Regions from separate parts of the Sus scrofa genome. Here region 1 is linked to region 2. Evidence: chromatin contacts called from public HiChIP or PLAC-seq data. All regions are on one chromosome and are shown on one strand. The core of a region is the stretch at or near the end of the contact, and the rest is flanking DNA. Distances in the headings are between cores, read along the strand shown.

The links. HiChIP or PLAC-seq counts read pairs in DNA pulled down with a chosen protein or histone mark.
Region 1: a contact with region 2 is called in an H3K27ac HiChIP or PLAC-seq map of skeletal muscle. The contact joins two enhancer-like sites. A contact is called at or near these places in 1 of 47 Hi-C or Micro-C datasets (embryonic fibroblasts) and 1 of 2 datasets of contacts at active chromatin or transcription factors (skeletal muscle).

What each region holds. Positions count from the first base shown.
Region 1 is chr2:145,635,554-145,639,090 of Sscrofa11.1, reverse strand. No RefSeq gene overlaps it. Among named protein-coding and RNA genes, the nearest start is that of YIPF5, 31 kb to the left of the region's middle. Within about 2 kb of position 1,275, at least 18 of the 83 cell types and tissues checked have an H3K27ac peak or open chromatin away from gene starts, as enhancers often do. A contact at or near this core is called in skeletal muscle, where this site is marked.
Region 2 is chr2:145,033,291-145,037,306 of Sscrofa11.1, reverse strand. No RefSeq gene overlaps it. Among named protein-coding and RNA genes, the nearest start is that of NR3C1, 110 kb to the right of the region's middle. Within about 2 kb of position 1,961, at least 9 of the 83 cell types and tissues checked have an H3K27ac peak or open chromatin away from gene starts, as enhancers often do. A contact at or near this core is called in skeletal muscle, where this site is marked.

The DNA.
Region 1 (3,537 bases), core at 26-2,525, 600 kb before region 2:
AACTCCCTGTCCATCCCACTCCCTCCCCGCTCTCCCTTGTAATCAGACCAATTAGAGCTTGAAAGCCAGCTTCTCCACTAGAATCTTGTGGAAAGGTCTTCTCTTGGTCTCCTCTTTCTCATCTGCAGAACAGGGATAATGACGGCAACTGTTCATGAGGCTCTGTGGGTTTATTGTGCAAAAGAATGCTGAGGACTTACTCTGTGCCTTGTACACAGAAAGCAGGAGTAGGTAGTAGGTCATCTGTTTTGTGGACAGCAGTAGTCCCAGCAACAGGAATGCAGAAATACAAAGAGGGGACGTGGGCAGTTTTTTTTCTTACAAAGGTGAAGGTAATTACTTGGACCTAATTTGCTTGTATTGTGCCTAAACAGTGGTCTTGCACATACAATTTTGATTTGTTTTATCTAAGTGAAGGATTATTACCTCAAAGAAAAAAAGTAAAGCAGTCTCTCTTATGCAGACGATCCCCTTTTGTGCCAGATCTGCATTCCTTTCATTTCCATAAAGTTCGCTATTATCTGGATGAGGGGGGGGTCCATGCCAGTTAAATAATAATGAATCTTGACTGTGGTTTTCATTCTGTGGGACTGACTCATAGAGTCGCAGAATGTTTGAACCTCATTTTAAAAATGCATGCAGTGTTTGCATACTATTTAACATTTCCTTAATGAGACTTATCCAGTTTGGCTCAAAACAAATGGCTGGTTACTCAACTTGATATACACTCTTCTGAAAACAAGTTTGATGAGATGCACTATTGGAATTTTCTTTGTTTTGTGGAGGTTTATACAACTGAAGAATAACATGACTCATTGAAAGTCCTAAAGCATACTTTGAAGGAATGTCAACAACCCATATTTATTGTAATAGCATTGGGCAATAGCTCATTTCCACTTTGCTTCAGAAGAGCTATAAATAGTTCTAATTTGTTTTCTTTGTACACTTACTGGGTTAATTACAGTAGAACAAGCCAAGTGATATTACTGTAGCAGTTGGCTAAACTTGACACAAACACGATAATTAAAGTGGTTGCTTTTTAATTTCTCCCATTTTCAGTATCTTAATAAGCTGAATCTGCAGCGTTATAAGCCTTAAAGAATTTGATTTGAGAACCACTAGGCTTTTCTGTCAATGTGTTTTCTTTGTTGATAGTAGATTTCAGTGTGTTGTTGGGAGTTTCCTTCAGAAAGGAAACACCTGGGCCCTGCTTCCATGCGATATCTGCTTAGCAAAAAGAAGTGTATTGTTTACATCATTCTTGCATTACCATGGGATAGTCACGTGTTTCCATTTACCTACCCAAACTGACGCTGGTGACACGGATACACACACGTCTACACATCTTCCAAGAAGCTGTTCGGCGCCTCAGCATTACCTAAGGCAGAGACTGCTCAGCTGCTCCCCCGTTCCGTCTCTCTCTCGTTGCTGCAAGTCTGATTACATCTGGACAGGCAGTGTTTTTGCTAATGTGTAAGAAGAGGACCTCTGGAAAGCAAGGCAGTGAAAAGTGGTCACTGACAAAGGTCTGGTCCTTTCATCCTAAAAGGGTTGCCTGAGTCACTCTTGGTCCTCCCCTTAGGTTCCTGCGTGTTTGCCAATCAGCTTTTCCCACTGCTCAGGGGTCACTGATCTGCACAGCAGCCTTTGGCTTCCCCTCCCACCGATCCCAGCAAAGCTGTTATAAATGCACTGTACTTCCTTTTTGATTTTCCCTCAGTGGCTGTGTTGCTTGGGGAGAATTTGAAGCACAGGTTTAAACAGCCTCTTAACAAGGTGGAGACAAAGCAACAAATAGAAGGAGAAAAGTACACTCCAATGAGCGAGAATGAGAGCAAACTTCAGCTCAAACTTTCTAACTGAAGTACCTAGATTTTTGTTGCTTTTGATAATTTTAAAACAAAGAACAGTTGAGAGATGGGAACTTTTTTTTTTTTTTTTCCTGTGTGTATCTTAGAAAGATTTTTCCACTTCATATCTGACTCGGAATGCCTCTCTGTATGTCTGCATTTAAAATGTCAAGTAACTTCCCTGGGCTTTTAGGAAAGAAGGATTCAGCTAGCAGTTGGAGGAGCTTAACACCTGCAAGTTTCTCCAGGGTCCCCAACACCTTTTACAATGAGGACCATTCCTCAGAACACACTTTTGGGTCCTTAATTTTCTGTCCTGACATCCTGCCCTCCAGGGCACTGTATGTGCTCTTGCAGATTCACCTCTCGCCTCTGTGTTACAGATATCGGGATCTTTCATCTCGGGCACGCATCTCTCACCCGTGTTTACATCCTTCTCATCAGCTGCCTCCGGACCTTTCTTTAAGATGTCCCGTTGTCGACTCAAACTCAATGTGTGCGCAGTGAAAGGGGCTCATCTTCTCCCCACCCCTGACCGGCTGTCTGTCCACAGCCCACAGTTCCTTTTCTCTCTCTCTCTCTCAGCCATTGCAGAGGCGGGCAAGCCAGCAGTCATTTCCTCTCCGCTCTCTCCAGCATCTTACATCTATGTGCTAGATACACGTTCTGCATTCTTTCACGCCCTCCTGCGCCCTCGTTCTCCACGATACTGTCACCAGTCGTCCAGGTCTACAATAGCATGTACTCAGCCAGTGTTCATGAGTCACCCGTGTCTTGCCAGGCACTGTAATAGGCACACTGAGGACTTGCTGTTGGGAAAAAAATTGCCATGATAATAAAGCCTGGTGATGATCCCCAATTATTCCAACAGTCTCCTAAGTGTCACCTTGGAGGCCAGTGTCTCTTCCTCTCCAGTCCACTTGTCCCCAAATAAACCTTCCCAAATACAAGTTCAATAATATTTTTCCAAATATCTTGGATTTAATTATCAGTAAGTCTGTTAAATATACATCATGACCTAAAACCTTTAGGATTCTTCATGTAGAGCATCATACGCTACCCCGCTGCCTTTTGAATCAGGGCTGCTTGTCCTTTAGCCACATGGAAGAGCGTCTCACCTTTATCCAGCCTCACTTCCTGCAGACACTACAGCCGGCTGACCTCCTTGGGGATGACAGACCGGAGCCTAGAGTGTCGTATTGCCAGAAGCAAGGCTCTCCAGGGAAGACTGGAGTCCCTGGGGTCATGAAGCCCGTGGGTTAAGTGCCCAGTTGAACGGGTTAGCTCCAGGGAGTGCCACAGCCACTGCCAATGCTCCTCAAGCCAGCTGTGTTTCTGAAAAGGTGTGCGGGAGATGCCCGGGTAGATCCGCGCAGGTCCGCCACACTCTGGTCGTAGGACATCAGGGAAGACCTCCCTGATGAGGTGACACCCATCTTCTTTAAAGATGTCCTGTTATTGCTATTACAGAAGCAATACGCAGCATAAATCAATTCAAACACTCCGAAAGTATTCAAGGCAGGAGTGGGAAGTCCCTCACGTGACCTCCATCCCAGCAGAGCCAGGTGTGAGCAGAGCGCCCCGCCCGGACACATTCACTCCCTGTTGCAGTCTCTTTCGTCGTTGCAACACCTCTGCTTTCCCAATGCGTCCATAACAAAAGCCGAAATGAAAAGCCCACATAGCT
Region 2 (4,016 bases), core at 712-3,211:
CGAGAAAGCCCTTCTGCAGGGGTCTTTCCAGGCTTGTGGAAGGGAAGAATGGCCCTGCCCGCCCCACAGTGAGGGAACCTTGCTGGGTAGGGGGCAGAGATTTCAAAACAAGTACAACCCATGTTGTTAAGGCTCGTTATGGCACGTCACTGAGAAGGCCTGGGGTTTGGACTAAGCCAGGAAACCACTTACCCCATGTCATCATGCTGTACCATAAAAACTGTAGCTCTACATAGAATAATTTTTAAATAATCCGTTACAGGACTCTTTTGGCTGTTTCCTTCCAGCTATTTACAGGGACTTCACAATACATAGATATGTTATAGCAAAGTTTGGGGAAAATGGGATAACAGAGAAGCTGTTACATCTAGCAAGTCACTTTTCTCTGAGATCCTCAGCTTCTTTATTAAGAGTGAGCAAACACCATGATTTACTCCACAGGACTGCTGAGAGGACTAAAGTTGGTGTGTGGTAGGTGCATGGCCCAGGCTGAGCCCTAGAGCTCATAAGCAGTAACTGCTATCATCATTTATGATGAAACACTATTTAAAAAGAAAATTCTGTAACTCAGGCTTTTAACCCCAGGACAAACTTTTTTTTTTGGCTTTTTAGGGCCACACCTGTGGTACATGGATGTTTCCAGGCCAAGGGTCAAATCAGAGCTGCATCTGCCAGCCTACACCACAGCTGCAGCCACGACCTACACCACAGTTCACAGCAATGCTGGATCTTTAACCCACTGAACGAGGCCAGGGATTGAACTCACGTCCTCGTGGATACTAGTTGGGTTTGTTACTGCTGAGCCACAATGGAAACTCCAAGGACAAACTCTTTTATCAGTGAGAGCCAAGCAAGGGTTTATTGTGTTTGCTAGGGTGACTATTTTTAGAATTTTCCTTAGATTTCTCAGTTTAGAAATAATTTAGAAATTAGAGTTGGATCCTTCTTCTGTAGATGGGACAGTTCAGTCCCACAGGGGGCAGTTCTGAAGTGACATGGAGTCAGGCAAGTTGCTGATAAAAATACTCAGTTCATAACAAAGGTCTTGGCTTCATTAGAACTAATGACATATGGTCTCTATGCTATGTTTATTCCACTTCCTGGGCAAAAGGCACTTGGAGACTCATTCCAATAAAAGGAGTTGCAGTCTATATATAAGGGGCCTAATCTTAACCGTTGTGATTTTTGATACCAGTTTTCTAAAAAGAAGAAGAGTCAGCACAGTCTGGTTCTTAATGTATCTCTCCAGTGCTCAGCCATGGACCAGCCACTGTGCTCAGTGTTCTATGTGAATTGCCTGTGCGTTAGATACCATACCTATACCCATTTTCACAGATGACAACACGGAGGCTTAAGCTATGAGGTCTGCTACTCCCTTACCCGCCTGACAAACCCCCATCAGTGTCATCCTGACCAGGCTCTCTATGCGACTAAGGAGTGTGTACCTTCTCTTCAGGCTGACTGTGAAGTGTACGAGCAGATTCCTGGGCAAGTCACATCACCTCTTTGCACCTCAGTTTCCTCACTGGTCAAACAGGGAAAACTTTTTACCTCAGATACAACTGTTGTGAGGGTTAAATGAGATGATGCCTGTCAAGCACTTAACCTGAAACAACCTGCCTCTCTCTTCAGGAGCCCCGCCCGTCCCTTCTGGAATATCACACTTTACTTGATCGGAAAGAATTTCCCCAGATGGTCCAGCCTGACAGTCCGCTGTTCCCAGCCAAGGTCGTGTTCCATAGCTAGCTCCACCCCACCCCACCCCACCCCCCGTTTTGGCTTCCTCAGCTGGAAGGTTCATCTTTCATGGTCATTACAACTTCCTTCATCAGTGCCATTAATTCCCAGTCTAAGAAATGTATGAATTCCTGTGATTCTGTTGGTTTCTGGGCTAAAAGATTTAACAGATCTCCAGAGTCACATGCTTCTCTGTTCCCAGGCTTCCTCTTCATAAAAATGAAATCTTAAGGAAATCCATCAGGCCAGCTTGTTCATTCTTAAGGGATGTGCCTTGAAGAAAGGCTTTGCATTATACCTCTGCTCTTGCCAGGCTGCATGAAGTCACCGAGGGCCACATACCACGCTAAATTCTCTCTCTCTTTCTCCTTCTCTCTCTCACCTCCCCACCTACTTGCATATTGTCCTCTGTTTTCAATATCATATATCATTATCATTATCATATCATCCTCTGTTTTCATTATCATATTTTGTCATCACCTTCCCTAGAAGGACATTTAAAAAATAGGCTCTGGAGCCAGGCTTCCTGGGGGGAAAAGTGACCCCACTACTTCCTTAGCTGTGTGATCCTGGTAAACTGAGTGCCCTCCCTGTGCCTAGTTCCTCATCTCTAAAAGGAGATATGAATAGCACCTACCTCATAAGGTTATTTGAGAAGTAAATGAACGGAGCACTTAAAACAGTACCTGGCCCATGGCGACCTCATATGCGATTAGTGTTGTTCTAGTCAATAGATGGCAAACTCTGGTTTTGAAAGGTCAATAACTTACACAAGGTCACGCAGGCTCTGAGGTGCAGAGCTGGCACTGGCTGATGGCAAAGCTGTAGTGATGGCAGTGCTGTGCTGCCTCCTGTTTAACACACACGGTGTACTCAGCAGGCACAGCTGAGCATGGCAGAACACTCAGAAGAGACAAACGCCCTTTGACCATCAGTTTCACTTCTAAGAATTTGACTGAAGCTTGAGCAAGTATATAAAGGCCCACGGATAAGGATGCCTATTGCGACATTATTTGAGATGGCATCAGACCAGGGTACATTTTCAGTGAATAGGAGTTCTCTCTGTGGTGTAGCAGGTTAAGCATCTGGCTTTGCCTTTGCAGGATCAATCCCCAGCCAGGGAACTTCCATAGGCCATGAGTGCAGCCAAGGGAAGAAAAAAAAAAAACTAGAATATAAAAAGGCTGTTAAAATGTAGTACAAACTAAATAAATCAGTGTTTCTCTCTGTATGATCTGTTGAGTCTGAATTTTCATGGAAAATGTCAAATTGACTTTTTAAATATCATTGGGGAACAGGCTGTGGGAACTCTTCCCAGGCTAGAGAGAGAATTGGGACTCGAGTATTCTTTTCCTCTCTCTCTCCTCCCTCTTCTTTTTTTGTTTTATTGAAGTAGAGTTGATTTACAATACCGTGTTAGTTTCAGGTGTACAGCACAGTGATTCAGTTATATATGCATGTTTGTATTATGTATTCTTTTTCGGAGTATTTTCCCCTATAGGTTATTGAAAAATATTGAGTATAGCGCCCTGTGCTATAGGTAGGTCCTTGTCGGTTATCTATTTCACATGTAATAGTGTGTATATGTCAATCCCAAACTCCTAATTTATCCCCCACTGATTCCCCTTTGTTATCTTCCTCTCCCTTGATGGCTCTCCAACTCTGAGCACCAAAGTGCCTCGCATGTCAAGGTTCGCCAGACCTAGGAGCTCAACTTTATTTCCAGAAGGAAAGAGAGTTCCTTTACGGGTGCTGGTGCCTGGCCCACCTGTGATAGGTGGGGTGAGCGGTATGCAACTGGGTCCCCTGCCTATGACCGCAGGAGACACTGCGGTTCTCCAGACTCACGCTGCCGTGTGGACCAACCATATGGAAAACGAATACCTGGATGGTCGGGCAAAGGCTTAGGCTTCTTTTTTTTTTTAATTAAAAAAAAGGTGTTATGCTGTTTAACACAGAGCACTGTGCACTTCCCTTTGCATGTGTAGACACAACCCTGCTTGAATCTGTATTAAAAAATAGAATTGGCAATGGCTTTTGCTCCCCCTGAGCTTGCCAAAAAGGTTGGAAGTGAGCATGCTTCTTCCTGCCTCTCTTGGCTGTGTTCCCTCTTAGAAGCTGGTGGAGACAGGATCCTTCTCTTCCATAACTTTCCCTTGAGCGGTAAGTGGGCTAAGGGGTGGGGTCCAGGAGAAGCACCCCCACCTTCCATAATCAAGGAGGTGCTGATGTAGAAAGATCAGGTGCTGGCAACAAAACTGAGGAGCTTCTGATGAAGT